Regions from separate parts of the Mus musculus genome. Here regions 2, 3 and 4 are each linked to region 1. A link is a contact called in public Hi-C, HiChIP or PLAC-seq and promoter capture Hi-C data. All regions are on one chromosome and are shown on one strand. The core of a region is the stretch at or near the end of the contact, and the rest is flanking DNA. Distances in the headings are between cores, read along the strand shown.

The links. Promoter capture Hi-C pulls out the DNA fragments that hold promoters and counts their contacts. Hi-C and Micro-C count contacts between places; a contact is called where the count stands out from the background. HiChIP or PLAC-seq counts read pairs in DNA pulled down with a chosen protein or histone mark.
Region 2: an H3K27ac HiChIP or PLAC-seq map of microglia shows a contact between it and region 1, with 6 times the contacts expected there. The contact joins the promoter of Syt11 here to the promoter of Ssr2 in region 1. A contact is called at or near these places in 2 of 39 promoter capture datasets (hippocampal neurons and stem cell-derived epiblast-like cells), 1 of 484 Hi-C or Micro-C datasets (bone marrow-derived macrophages), 4 of 115 datasets of contacts at active chromatin or transcription factors (embryonic stem cells and microglia) and 2 of 9 other capture datasets (adipose tissue and liver).
Region 3: a Hi-C map of bone marrow-derived macrophages shows a contact between it and region 1, with 23 read pairs. The contact joins the enhancer-like site here to the promoter of Ssr2 in region 1. A contact is called at or near these places in 11 of 39 promoter capture datasets (the 3T3-L1 cell line, 3T3-L1-derived adipocytes, the HPC-7 cell line and 7 more), 1 of 15 datasets of contacts at CTCF or cohesin (pro-B cells), 53 of 484 Hi-C or Micro-C datasets (B cells, the Ba/F3 cell line, the C2C12 cell line and 34 more), 11 of 115 datasets of contacts at active chromatin or transcription factors (the HPC-7 cell line, bone marrow-derived macrophages, embryonic stem cells and 7 more) and 5 of 9 other capture datasets (adipose tissue, embryonic stem cells, liver and 2 more).
Region 4: a contact with region 1 is called in a promoter capture Hi-C map of hippocampal neurons, with 4 times the contacts expected there. The contact joins the promoter of Rit1 here to the promoter of Ssr2 in region 1. A contact is called at or near these places in 15 of 39 promoter capture datasets (the 3T3-L1 cell line, 3T3-L1-derived adipocytes, the C10 cell line and 10 more), 5 of 484 Hi-C or Micro-C datasets (B cells, the P5424 cell line, Th2 cells and 2 more), 8 of 115 datasets of contacts at active chromatin or transcription factors (the SCID.adh cell line, effector CD8 T cells, embryonic stem cells and 3 more) and 5 of 9 other capture datasets (adipose tissue, embryonic stem cells, liver and 2 more).

What each region holds. Positions count from the first base shown.
Region 1 is chr3:88,577,736-88,581,236 of GRCm38.p6, reverse strand. Ssr2 (signal sequence receptor, beta) reads right to left here and starts at 1,629. Exons shown (of 6, transcript NM_001356317.1): 1 at 1,551-1,629; 2 at 1,203-1,357; 3 at 165-263. The coding sequence starts at 1,357.
Region 2 is chr3:88,770,723-88,774,223 of GRCm38.p6, reverse strand. It overlaps Syt11 (synaptotagmin XI), which reads left to right and starts at 1,625. Exons shown (of 4, transcript NM_018804.3): 1 at 1,625-1,933. The coding sequence starts at 1,900.
Region 3 is chr3:88,738,294-88,741,794 of GRCm38.p6, reverse strand. No RefSeq gene overlaps it. Among named protein-coding and RNA genes, the nearest start is that of Rit1, 23 kb to the right of the region's middle. Within about 2 kb of position 1,709, at least 9 of the 459 cell types and tissues checked have an H3K27ac peak or open chromatin away from gene starts, as enhancers often do. A contact at or near this core is called in bone marrow-derived macrophages, where this site is marked.
Region 4 is chr3:88,714,992-88,718,492 of GRCm38.p6, reverse strand. Rit1 (Ras-like without CAAX 1) reads right to left here and starts at 1,639. Exons shown (of 6, transcript NM_009069.4): 1 at 1,536-1,639; 2 at 1,023-1,167; 3 at 835-891. The coding sequence starts at 1,128.

The sequences.
Region 1 (3,501 bases), core at 380-2,879:
CTTACAGCCTGAAGGAAGAAGGCACACTCACTCAGCTGATACTTCATCCTCCCCAGATATATGACAAGAAACAGACCACACATCCAGTCTGTTTGCAGCCCCCTTGATGTTTTCCAGGCAATGTTCCTCCCCCAGCCCTCACCACCCATTAAAAAAAAGGATACGGGGCAATCCGGTCCCATTTGACATTGAGCATACCGGAGACAATGCCGAAGTCTTCTGGAGGGAAGGAATCGTCAGATAATTCCACATCTAATGCAGCGCTGGAAAGCAGAGGAAATAAAGAGTGAGGGACAGGGCTGGCGAGATGGCTCAGCAGTTAAGAGCTCCGACTGCTCTGCCGAAGGTCCTGAGTTCAAATCCCAGCAACCACATGGTAGCTCACAACCATCTGTAATGAAATCTGATGCCCTCTTCTGGAGTGTCTGAAGACAGCTATAGTGTACTTACATATAGTAAATAAGAGTGAGGGACATAAAACTAAGGGAACTGACTGGAAAATCCACCTGCTGGTCAAAAGAAACCCCCATAGTAAGTTGGGCCTGTTTTGAAGAATCCAGATCAAGGCCTGGATTCTGTTGCTCAGAAGTGAATTGCCAAAGGTAATCTTGCTCTAATTCTAGACAGGGGAAGTAAGATATAAATGGAAAAATATATAAAAGGAAAGAACAACAAAAAAGTGCTCATAGGAGCCAGCAGTGGTGGCCCATGCCTTTAATCCCAGCACTCGGGAAGCAGTGTGAGAGACAGACAGATGTCTGTGAGTTTGAGGCCAGCCTGGTCTAAGAGTGGACTCTTCGACAGCCAGTTAAGAAACTCGGCCTTGAAAAACAACAAACAACAAAAAAAGTGATTGTAAGTGAAAGAAGAAAGCTGGGAGTCCGCACCCGAGGTAAGAGGACAGATGTACACTCTGTGTCTGCATTTCCTTTTTCACAAGCTGAATTTATCCCTGCCTTTGAAAGCCTTCTGAGACCCCAAAGTGGTTTCTTGTAATTCACCTAAGGATGTCTTCACCTTCAAAAAGCACCCGACAAAGGTAAGCCCTCTAGTATATTCATTCATTCATTCATTCACTCACTCACACACTGCACTCGATACTGGAGGACTCCAAAAGAGAATTCACTCCCCAACAAAACGTTCTCTATGCCCACGTGGAAACTCGGAATTCAGAAGGAAGCTGGCGAACTCTAGGCCGTTACCTGGAGCCGACGTTGTAGATGTTATACTGCAGGGTCAGGTCCCTCCCTTCCACAGCGTATCTGTTGAGCAATGATTTGGAGGCCAAAAGCCTGGCTCCTTCTTCTGCTTGACTGACGGCTAACAGAGCCAACACCACAACCGCCAGCAGCCTCATCTTTGGAAAAAAGCAAAGTGAGCAATCGACCCAAGCATGGGAAACACTGCCAGCCAGGCAGCCTGTGCGGCGCCACACTCCAGCCCCGCCGCCAGGTCCGCAGCCGCGAGCCCAAGCCACAGCAGTGTGTACCGCGCTGCCGGCCAGGCGGGGTCAGCGGGGACCCCAGCGCTCTTGCGTCTCCCAGACTCACCGTGAGCACCCCAAACGCCTCCCTGGGCCACAGACAACCGGAAAACAACGTCAGCCTCCGAAAGACCGGAAACGGATCTGACCGGAAACCCTGATGTCCCTTCCTGTGCCTTATGGATGTTGTAGTTCTGAAACAAGCCCCACCTTCCCCTTTATGGCGGCTGATACCCCAAAGGAGTTGAGTTACCTAGAGTCCTTGACTCTTTCCTGTGTGTCCTCCAATTTCTTCTCATTAATGCTTACCCCATGGAAAACCCCTCTGTTTAAACTAAAACGAAATAAGCTGCATAGGCACAATTTCAAAGTTCAAAGAGTCGCCGACTTTGTTTTAAGGCTGAAGTAGCTGATATAGCCTTTCCTTGAATTCTTAGATTTCCAAGCTGCTAGTCACTGCCTTATGTAATTAGCACTTTATAGAGACTTCAGACAACTAGTAAACAGGGCCAGAGAGACCCCTCGGCAGGTAAAGGCACTTGCCACCATGCCTGCCCACCTGAGTTTGAATCCTTGGACCCATTTAATAGGGCACCGACAAGTTCTCCTCTGAACTCTACATGTGCACACACACATGTGCATAAACACATGAACATGTAAACATGCTTATAGCACATGTGCAGGAGAGTTCTTCCACATCCCTTCTGTAGCACTCTTACATCCAGGATGGGTTTACTCTGCACCTGCTCTGTGCTCTGGCACTACTATAGATGCTGGTGGGGTGATGAGAGAACCTTCTCCCACTGCGCCTGGCTCTCCTGGGACAGACACCCTATGCTTCTTTTTTTTCTTCTTTTTTTGAGACTGGCCTAGAACTCACAAGAGATCCCTTGGCTTCTATTGTCTAAGTGAAACTAGGATTAAAGGCATGTGTCACCATGCCTGTTGTGTTTATAAAAAGATAAGGAGAGGAAATGTGTTTGGTGGATGTGTGGTAAGGTGTGGGGTTAGGGAATGCCACCGCGGGCTCATGCTGAGGCATCCCTTCCCCCCACCCCCAGGGACTAGCCACAGGACAGTATAGTATAGAATAGTTTATTCAGGGCATGGGAAGAGGAGCTGAGAGTTAGGAGAGAGAGAGAGAGAGGGAGAAGTAGAGGCTGGCCATCAGCTCATGGAAAGAAAGAGTGGAGAGAGAGAGAGAGAAAGAGAGAGACAGAGACAGAGAGAGAGAGAAAGAGAGAGAGAGAGGAGGGGCAAGCAGCCCCTTTTATAGTGAGTCAGGCACACCTGGCTGTTGCCAGGTAACTGTGGGGTGGAGCTTAAACAAAATGCTAACAATGCCTAACCCTTTGATTGACCTACCCCCCATTTTTTGTGGGGAGGGGGTTCTTTATATACCTGAACTCTATGTAGATCAGGCTGGTCTTGAACTCTGAGATCCACTTGCTTCTGCCTTCTGGTGCTGGGATTAAAGGTGTGCGCCATGGCTGCCTGGCTTGATTGACTTCTTACAACTATTTACTTTTTTTTTAGAATACTTTATTATTATGTGTTTGAGTGTTTTGCCTGCATGTACATATGTGCACCATGTGTATGCCCAGTGCTCGAGGAGGTCAGAAAAGACAGCTATCACCTGAGCTAGGAAAAAATCCAATTGCACTTCCTGCTTCCACGTGTTCGCTCTTTTGAGCTCGGTCTCTTGGTCAAGAATACAGGGTGAAGCCCTGTCTCTCAAAAAAACAAAAACCAAACTGTGATGGTTTGTATATCCTTGGACCAGGGAGTGGCACCATCTGAAGGTGTGGCCTTGTTGGAATAGGTATGACCTGGTTGGAATGGGTGTGTCACTGTGGGTGTGGGTATAAGATCCTCACCCTAGTTCCCTGGAAGTCAGTCTTCCACTCGAAGCCTTTGGATGAAGACATAGAACTCTCAGCTCCTCCTGTGCCAGGCCTGCCTGGATACTGCCATGCTCCCACCTTGATGATAATGGACTGAACCTCTGAACCTGTAAG
Region 2 (3,501 bases), core at 376-2,875, 190 kb before region 1:
AGGCCAGCCTGGTCTACAAAATGAGTTCCAGAACAGGGCTATACAGAGAAACCCTGTCTCAAAAAAAAAAAACCTAAATTTGGAAACTTGAATCCATATTGTGTGTATTTATATATGTATGTACAAATACAGAGTTGACATTTGTTTTAAGTTGGCTATGGTACACTGTACCACGAATACCTTCCTGTTTAAAATCATCATGTCTTTTGTAGTATAACCTTTAATTTCCAGTTATCTCTCTTTAGCCTCCAAATACCAGGTTAACTAAAAATGCAGTGGTCTTTTCCTTGCAAGTAGTATAAAAGCAGTTTCCCAATTGAGTATAATAATTTCAAAAATAAAAAGTTTTGAGTTTCAGTGATGATACAAATTATGCTTAGGAAAAATAATCAGGAAACTTTAAAAATCAATTCATTCATCTTTTCTAGTAGTTTCTCTAACTTAAAAAATACACTTTTTAGGCAGGGTGGTCTATGACTGTAACACTAGCATTTGGCAGGTGTTGAAAGGAGTTCAAGACCAGCCTGGACTACACAGTAAGTTCAAGGTCAGTCTGTATTACCCAAGACCCTGTCAATAAATGTAATTAAAATTACTCTTGACAGGCAGTGGTGGCTCAATAGGAGATTGTAATCCTATCAATAGGAGATTTCCAGTCCAGTATAGGCTACACAAATGAGTTGCAGAGCAGCCTGGTTGAGAGAGACTGTCTTTTTAAAAAATCACAACTTCTCTTCTCTTATGGGGGGGGGGGCGCATTAAGAAACCAAAAGCACTCTTTTGGTCACAGCTGGCCTGATCTTGGAATCAAAACCCAAACCCTACAAAGGAAAAGAAAGGTGACAGGCCATTAGCAGAGACAAAGGAATCTCCAACTGCGGAGAAAAGCCAGGTTCCGAGAAAGAGCCCCCACCTCGGCCACATGTTCCCATGTCCTCAATCTAAAGTCAGAGCCACCCGAGCATGTGCAGCAGGGTGAAGCGACTCATTATTATTATCATTATTATTATTATTATTATTTTGCATATTTTCTGGTGTTTTATACTCCAGAGTACTGGGTTTAAAAGCATGCACCACTACTGCCCAGCCGACTTTAAGTCTTTATTATTGTCTCTGCTTTTCTGAGATAGGTTCTTGTTATACACGTCAGACTGGCCTGAAACTCTTGATCCTTCTGCTTCTACCCAGGTTTCAATCTTTAGTCAGTTTCCATAAATGCCTTTACTGTTTCAGGAGTGCGCTAAAATAATAGCCATCAATACTGAAACAGTATAGAATTTTGCTTTTCTCAACTCCTCGGACCCAGAAGGTTCAGCTTCTAGCTATATAAACTCAGGCAACTAGAATTACAGCTTCAGAAGACGCTAAAGCGACTATCTTCCTGCCCTTCTGTATTTGGAGACCTATCCAAGACTGTCCTTGACTCTCCTTCCTCACCCACTTGAGTGCTATAGTCACAAGGATGTGCGACTGAGCTAGCTAAACACCTACACTTCTTAATGGGCTTTGAAATTTAGCCACAAACGCCCACAGCCTGTGAATGGGCGGAGACTCATCCTCGGAAAAACTCGGCAGTGGGCGGGGTCTTCTCTCGAAGAGCTTCCGGAATCTTTCGGGCAGAGGCGGAGTCTTCTGCCGAGGGCCGTTCGGGAAGAGGCGGAGCCTATCTCTCATCAGGACCAGTCTGACTGCACCTGCATCCTTAGCTCAGAGCATCCCTGGAGCATCTAAGAGGAAAGCGCAGCTAGCAACCAGGGATCGTACTGCAGGGGCAATCGGCCATGCACCTTCCCCTCCCCTGATCTGGAGGTCTACAGCCGCGGCCTCGGTACTGACCGAGATTCCCAAAGTTGTCTGACCTCTGCAAAAGTGTTTCTATCAACAGCCTCTGATTACAACATGGCTGAGATCACAAATATACGCCCCAGCTTTGGTAAGTAGAGCCTGACAAACTAATTTGGGGGCGATCAGTGCCGTTGCAATGCCAGATAGCTGAGGAATGGGCGGGGAGTGAAGTCCAAATGGGACCCTCTCATTGCCAGCCCAGCCAGAATAGGGCCTGAGGTCATGAGTAGAAGGCTGTGGAGAACCTCTGAATTTCAGCTGTGGGATGCAGGCTCTGGCAAGGGCAGAGTGCCACCGAGGATAGGTAGGTCCAGGATGCTAAAACCTTGATGGTAAACCCTTGATGGTGCACTGTCAGCACGTCTGGAGGTGAGAAATGGCAAGCTTGCGGAGGATGTGAACAACCCCCCCCCACCCCTCTTTCTGGAGGAAGAGAGGTGAGGTAGGCCGAGCCCTCCCCCTAGGGGCACGCAGGGCGGTGCCCCTTCCTCCCCCTCCTACTTCTGAGGGCTGCAGAAGAGGAAAGTGGCAAGGGGGATGGGACATCAAGATGGCAGCGTGGAGACTATGGGCTGTATGGCTGGAAGCCAAGGGAGGCGGAGGCCTCCAGGGAAAGCAGGGTGCGGGGGTGGGGAGCACAAATGAAGCCACTCCTTAAGCCGGTCAGAGGGTTGCTAGGGCTGGGGTAAAATGCTAGCCCTGCATGCTTCATTCTGCACCGTAATGGTGTAGTCCTTCGCGGTGTTACCAAATGGCGCTTGGCGCCGCCGGGCGGAGAGATGACGTGATGTCTATTTCTGAACCTCCTGGCAGTGCCTAGGCGCCCCTTCCGGGGCCTTTGTTCCCTGTTTTCCCGGTCTGGCTTTTCAAATAGGGGTACTCACCCGCGCTGGTGCTGGCCAGGGAGGCAATCCTGGCCTGGGGGAGGGGCTGGAGAGGCCCAGCCCGGGGGAGGCTGCTTTGTGTACCACAGAAAGCATTACGTCATCTCGGAGTGGCTGGTCTGCGACCTAGCCCTCTGGGTTCTCAGAGCACTTTTACACTCCCTGGGGCAGAAAGTGCTGTGGTAAATAGGTGGGAAAGAAAGCAAGAGAGGCTTGGCCAAGTCGTTTCCTCTTGGGGAACTCCTCCATAACGATCCAGGAGCGCAAACTTCTCATGCTGTGCTCCACACCACATAAATAAGTAAAATAAAATTGTCCTTCGATTGGAGGAATCAAGTAAGAGTTGTTGCAGAGCGAACCTAGAACCTTCATATTCCTTAAGAGAGTATATCCCTCAGACAATCCAGGTGTGAACATTAGGTTCCAAAATTTAGGGTAGAGACACAAGCCATCTTTAAAAAAATAAAATAAAAATGGCTTTCTCACTCCCAAGTAAGAGGCATATGTAACTGAACGGAACCCAATGTTCTCCACATAACAAGCCATCAGATCTCAGCGAAAGCATCCAGACAATGGATCTTCACACCCCTCAGCCCTTGTTCCCATTTGACCCCAAGGCTGGATCTTATGTATTTCTTCAGCTTTGCTCTCTGTCTCTATCCTTTAAGTCTTGAGTTTCCCAGACCGAAATCCATTTTGTGATCACATGAAAAACCCAGGATTTTCTTCACAATCTTTTGCTTCTCAAACTCTCTTCTTCCAGCAGCGTCCT
Region 3 (3,501 bases), core at 460-2,959, 160 kb before region 1:
GCTGGTGTATCCATGAAGTGTTTGCGAGTGGATTGAGCTGCTGCTGCTGCTAACATTGGCCACTTCAGGAAAACACTCTTTCACATGTTTGCCCCAGCAAAACACCATCTAAAACTGCCGCAGACCCTCTGGGCCCCTTGTCTTCGTGGAACGGGATCTCTTAAGCAGATGGGCAAAGAGTCGGATGGGGTGACAGACAGACACACACACAAGAAAGGTGTTGGATCTGAATGTAATGTTCCAGTCAAGCCTCAGACTTTTTATAATACAGAGTAAATTGCAAATCATAACAGAATAAGGCACATTGAATTTTTCCAGGTGCAAAAGGAGTGACTTCAAAAGGAACCAGATGAATGTTTAACACTAGAGATTAGCACAGATGCAAGGGGAGTGATGTCAAAGGGAATTTGTAGGGACCAGATAAATGTTTACACTAGAGATTAGCACCTTCTGCCAGGCAAGAGTTTTACACTTAGTGTTAATAGCACCAGGGTTGTTAACTCTTGACACGCCTCAAGAATAATGTAGTGTCACTGACCCCGAAATTCTCTAGGCCTTGTTTAATTATCTTGTCTGAAGGATCCTCATTACTAGGATAGTGTATTAACTTACTCTTGGTATGGAATGTAGTTTGTAATGAAATTTTTATCTTAGTGAGAATTTTAGTCTCTTACTATAGACAACTGAGTTAATGGCTATGATTTTATTGTAGTGCTTAATTAGTTACTGAATAGGTTAAACTCCTTGCTGCTAACTGGAATTTTGGAACACTGGGAAAGGCTTTAGCTAATTCAGGATACAATCTTAAAAGGCATTTACAATAAGGTAATACTAAATAAAGAGCACGTGGATCCATACACTAGACTAATGCGGGAATGGAAAAATTAATTTTATGGTTTATATAGATTAGGGAGAAAATGCCAGACCCCGGGAAGGGGGTTTCCTTGAAACTCTTTGCTTCATGAACCAGCTTCCCAGCTTTCGCTTTGTCAAGCTGACTCCACCAGAGTGCCGTGACACAAAACAACTGACTTTCCAAAGAACCCTTAAGTTTCCACTTCAGCAGTCTTGCTCTATATTCTATATTCCAGGCTGGTCTGTAACTCACAGTGATCCTCTCACCTTGGCTTTCTGAATCCTGAGGTTACAGCTGGGGAAAATCCCACCTCCTTTTGTTCTTATTTTATTTTCTATTAATTAATTAATTTATAGATTATGTTCTCATTATATAGCCCTGGCTGTCCTGGGACTCTCTATGCAGAATAGGCTGACCTCCAACTCATAGAAATCCTCCTGCTTCTGCTTCTGCCTCCTGAGTACTGGAATTAAAGGTGTGTGTCACCATGCTAATTTTTTTCTAAATATTAATTTTTAAAAAAAGATTTTATTACCTATTATCTATACAGTGTTCTGCCTGTGTGTAGGCCTGCAGGCCAGAAGAGGGCACCAGATCTCATTATAGTTACAAGCCACCACATGGTTGCTGAGACTTGAACTCGGTACCTCTGAAAGGACAGCCAGTGCTCTTAGGCTCTGCGCCATCTCTCCAACCCACCAACTATTTTTTTTTTTAAGGACTGGGTGTTGGCGCTAGAGAGATGGCTCAGCAGTTAAGATCAGTTGTTGCTCTTGCAGAGGATCTGGGTTCAACCACCCATATCCCAGTTTCAGAAGATCCAACATCCTCTTTTGACCTTTGTGGGCACCAGGCACTCTCATGATACAGTCATACACTTGGGAGAAATAGGCAAGGGGATGCTATGAGCTGTCCTCGGCTAGCCTGAGATACAGAATGAGAAGTGAGACTCATCTCTCACAAACATGGCATCCAATTACATAAAGAGGACTGGGTATAGTGTGACAGACTTTTCCTGGGAGATACACAACATACTCACCCAAATAAGGAGCCTACTATACCACTACCAAAGTCCAGGTTGGTGAATCAAAGAATTTTATTCTGGGATTACCTAAGGAGATATGGGTAAGGGATAACTTAACAAGAGCAGAAATGACTGAAAGACAGCTGCATCATCAAAGTCCACCCCAACATGAGAGACAGCTCATGGGTGAAAGCTGGGGACCTGGAGCACAGTGCAGGTGAGCTCTCAGCTAGCCTGAGCTACAGAACAAGAAATAAGACCCATCTCACAAAACCAACAACTAACTCCCAGAGTGATTTCTCCTCTCCTCAAACAAGGTGACATCCCCTAAGTAATTTCTTCAAGGTTAATATCAATTTTCCTTATAGTCCTGGGCTGGACCAATCTCTGTCATAGGGATTTCTGAATCAATTTTGAAAGAGAGGAGGGGTCATTGTGGCTGAAGGACTGCCCTGAGGAGATGTCGAGTCCTTGGGGAAGTAAGCACTGGTGCTGGAGAGGAACAGTGTGTCCCCGGGGTGGGCATGCATGATTGCGGGACACAACCTTGTTTCTTCCTGGACCTCCTGCCTCCCCCCTCGGGATACTTTTCTTGCCCATTCCTTGCCAAAGCCTTCCTAGGAAAGCCCCGACCTGGTCTCAGTGGCGTGCTGACGCTTGTGACTGACAGAGGCAAGCAGCTACTGCGTCAGTCAAAGCCTCAAGAACAGTGGCTTCTGACATGCAAACAGCTCTTCCCCTACTCCACTCTCCTGTTTTGGAGATGGGAGTCTCATTGCAGCAAAGCCAGCCTCTGCTTTGAACCCCTGTCCTTCCTGAGTGCCGGGGCTGCTGGCTTCTTCTGTCCCATGGCCTGGCAGCTATTTTTCTAAAAACAATTTTGAGCACAAAGACTTATAAAATTGATTGCCTCTGTATTTGCAGTCCCAGCACAGGTAAAGTGCTGTCATCTGTGTGCCAACATACACATGGGGAGATTCATGGACAACTTTTGGAAGTTGGTTCTTCTATGTATTTTGTCTGCATCTGTGCACTGTGTATGTGCAGTGCCCGAGGAAGCCAGAAGAGGGCACTGGACCCCTGGAATTGGAGTTCAGAGGGTGGTGAACAGCAATGTGCGGAAAGGATACTGAATTTGGTTCCTCTGAAAGAGTAGCCTCCTAACCTCTGACGCATCTCTCCAGCTCCAGGGAGCTGGTTGTCCCTACCACATAGCAGAAACCTAACTCAAGTTGTCAGGCTTGGCAGGAAGTGCCTTTATCACCAAGCTGGCCTTGTATTTTTCAACCATTTTAATGGTGGAGATTTAAGATACAAACAAACCCTAATGGTGAGATGTGGGAAGCCGTTGCAGAGTGGCAGTTACAGAGTGGCAGTTACAGAGTGGCAGTTGCAGAGTGGCAGTTGGCTACTGCTGGCCACCACGCATAAGTTTGGACAAACAACCAATGTGTACATATGCAGTAAAGTTTTTTGCAAAGACACTGCCTGGCCCGGGCATGATAATGAGGCTTTGAGAGTATAACCAATCAGATGTGAGACATGCAAATGAGGTATGATAATGAGGCTCTGTGAGGTACAGAGAGAGAGAGTAGCCAATCAGATGAGGAACATGCAAATG
Region 4 (3,501 bases), core at 390-2,889, 140 kb before region 1:
AATCAAAACTGCTTCCTTATGATTTTGTAACATTTCAGTCTATAGCAGATAGCAGCTAATAACAACAATATAATCCACGAACTACAGAACTGGGCATGGGGTTCATGCCTCTACTCTCAGACTAAGCAGAAGGAGTGTTACGAGTTCAAGGCTAGCTTAGGCTTTGACCTGTTATCAAGGAAGACAATAACACAACTTAAAACAAGAGAAAACAAGGCTGGGGATGTGGCAGAGCCCTTGCATGGTATGCTCGGCTAGAGTCTCAGGTTCCATCCCCAGGTGGGGGTGTCAGGGAGACAGATTTACCCCACTAGCATTCCACCAACCTATGACAGCCAAAGATGACAAAGACACAGGAGAAGACAGTACTATATAATGAGCTGCAAGGATAAGGAAATAAAGGAAGAGCTCTAAGTGGAAGATTGGTTCTAAGAGTTCAGCAGGCTGGCTCTACTTGTTTTTCTGCTTCCTTTTGTGGAAGTTCAAACCAGCTGACTCATCCTTCAGGGTTAGTCTCATGTCAGACCCTGAACAGTGACAGCAAGAAAAGGTTTCATTGAGTGGTCGTTAAACTTTTCCTTTAATCTAACAATACATTATATGTCCTTAAATAAAAAAGACAGTTTGTCTACCAATGTAATCTGAAGACTAAAGATAGCATAAATGTGCATATGAAGTCTAAAATAAATACTCAAATGTTTATTCTGGTCTCTAAGTAAGTATGAATTACATACACAAACAAGCTTAGGATATAAATATTACTTTTTAAGCTCTAACTCTATTGAGATACTTTCCCAGGCTGTATCTGGAAATATAAACAAGGAGCTGACTTACCAATGGTGGGGTCATGGTCTTCTGGGAATCGGTGGCTGATGAACTGCATTGTCATGGCTTCAAAACAAGAGATGCAACTCAGGACACTGTGACCAGGAAGTATTTTAGCTATCAATTTTGCACAAGAGCCAGTAACCCATCTGGGTTGCTTTTCAAACGTTGTGTGGCAAACAGAAATGGTTACCTACCACTCTTCCCAACTCCACCGGCACCCAGCATCACTAGTTTGTATTCCCGGGAGAGTGCTGCAGGGCTGCTACAGCTGCTACCAATGGGGCGAGCTCCGGACTCCATTGTCCTCCGGGGCAGTCCTGGGCCCCTGGGAAAGGCCTCCTAGAGGAGAAGGCACAGAACATTCAATCCAGGATGGAAACAGTGGGCCACAGTGAGAGCCTCCTTCTTCCGTCCCCAAACACCATGGCCTACTCTGCTCATTGCAGAACGCTAAGAAGCCCTACATCCTCGCCCTTCACAATCAGTCTCAGTCCTAAAACAGATCATAGATGTCCAAACTTACTTTTTCCAGAAAACTAAAAAGAACTTAAAACTTCAGATTGAGGCAGCGTGCCAGTAGGAAGGAGCCGGATGAGTGCAGAGCGCTGCCTGACACTGTCACGTTCTTTCACGGTGGCCGTGGCTCCCCCACTTCACCACCTTTCCCGCCACCGTCACCCCCCCGCCCTGTTCACCTGAGCCTGTACCTCTGAAACCAGCTTTGAGGCCGGGTGGTAACCCGCGTTCCTTTCCCAGCTGCGCCCCACAGCCCAGGGCCCCGCCCGGGTCCTGGAAGATGGCGCCGGTGGGCGGGGCATGACCCTGAGCCCCGCCCCCACAGCTGACAGATACTCTGCTCCGCCCCGCGCCTAACTCTAACTCGCTAAGCCCTCTGGTCACATACGAATCTCAAGGCTTGCACTTACAAAAATGGATGTTATATTAATCGAACAGATACTTTTAAAGATTTATTAATTTATTATATGTAAGTACACTGTAGCTGTCTTCAGACACTCCAGAAGTGGATGTCAGATCTTGTTAAGATGGTTGTGAGCTACCATGTGGTTGCTGGAATTTGAACTCAGGACCTTTGGAAGAGCAGTGCTCTTAACACCTAAGCCATCTCTCCAGCCACGAACAGATACTTTTAAAGTGATTAACTTAGGGCTATTTGCTGCTGGTAGAGGGAAAATATCTGTCACCAGATGTACAGCACAACAAACCCACACCCCCTCAATCTTTCCAAAATACAGAATTACATTAGGGTAGGTATGGTACTTGCTACAAAGCAGCGCTTCATTTTCCAAAAACGCTGTTACATCAAAAGCTCTTGAAACCAAAACCAGATGATCGCGGTATCCAGTTATTCTAGTTAGAATTTTTTTTTTAAAGATTTATTTATTTATTATATATAAGTACACTGTAGCTGTCCTCAGATACTCCAGAAGAGGGCATCAGATTTCGTTACGGATGGTTGTGAGCCACCATGTGGTTGCTGGGATTTGAACTCGGGACCTTCGGAAGAGCAGGTGGCGCTCTTAACCACTGAGCCATCTCACCAGCCCTCTAGTTAGAATTTTAAATTTTAAAATTATTAAGACAAATACAAGTCAGATAGGATGCAAGCACATCCATATAAACCAAGCATTTGGAAGGTGTCTGTGCCAAGCAGTACAAGGGCCACCTTGGATACCAGCTAAATTCGACATTGGGTTACATGAAACCCTGTCTTAAAAGCAGAGCTCAGGAGAGATTATCAGTAGTTAAAAACACTCCTTGCGGGGGCTGGTGAGATGGCTCAGTGGGTAAGAGCACCCGACTGCTCTTCCGAAGGTCCAGAGTTCAAATCCCAGCAACCACATGGTGGCTCACAACCATCCGCAACAGGATCTGATTCCCTCTTCTGGAGTGTCTGAGGACAGCTACAGTGTACTTACATATATTAACAAAATAAATCTTTAAAAAAAAACAAAAAACACTTCTTGCTTCTGGATTCAGTCGCTAGCACCCACACAGTGGCCCACAACCATCCAGTTTCAGGGGATCCACAACCCTCTTCTGACCATTTGCAGGCATCAGGAATACAAATGGTGCACATATATACACATAAGCAAAAACATACATATGAATAAATACACCTTTTTAAAAAGCAGATAGCTTATGCCTTTAATTCCAGCACTCCAGAGGCAGGTGTGTATCTGTTTGTGACCAGCTTTAGACAAGACAGACAGAGAGGGTCTCTTTTGACTTCCAAGCTAGTAAAGGCTACAATGTGGGACCCAGTCTCATAAAAAACAAATTAGCATAACTGGGCTTCATCCACTCTGCACATCACATGGAGTGAAACGTTCCTGCATTATTCTTGCAACCTCCACTTCCCTTTTCTGCTGGAGCCAGGATATAGGTGAGCAGCTTAAGCTAGTCTACAGTGCCTGATCTTTCTGTCTCAGCATAAGAGTGCTGAAGGGAGACCAGGAGGGAACAGAAAGGATGGTTTAGGGTTCTAAGTCACAGGCTGACTTAGAAACCATAGCAATCTTGCCTTAGTCTTCAAGTACAATTATTTTATCTTGTTTTTAGGGTCTGAGTCTCATGTAACCCGGGCAGGCCTTAAATACAAAATTCCCCCATCCTCCACCTCCTGAGTTCTGGGATAAGTGCTTTCCTGTGTTG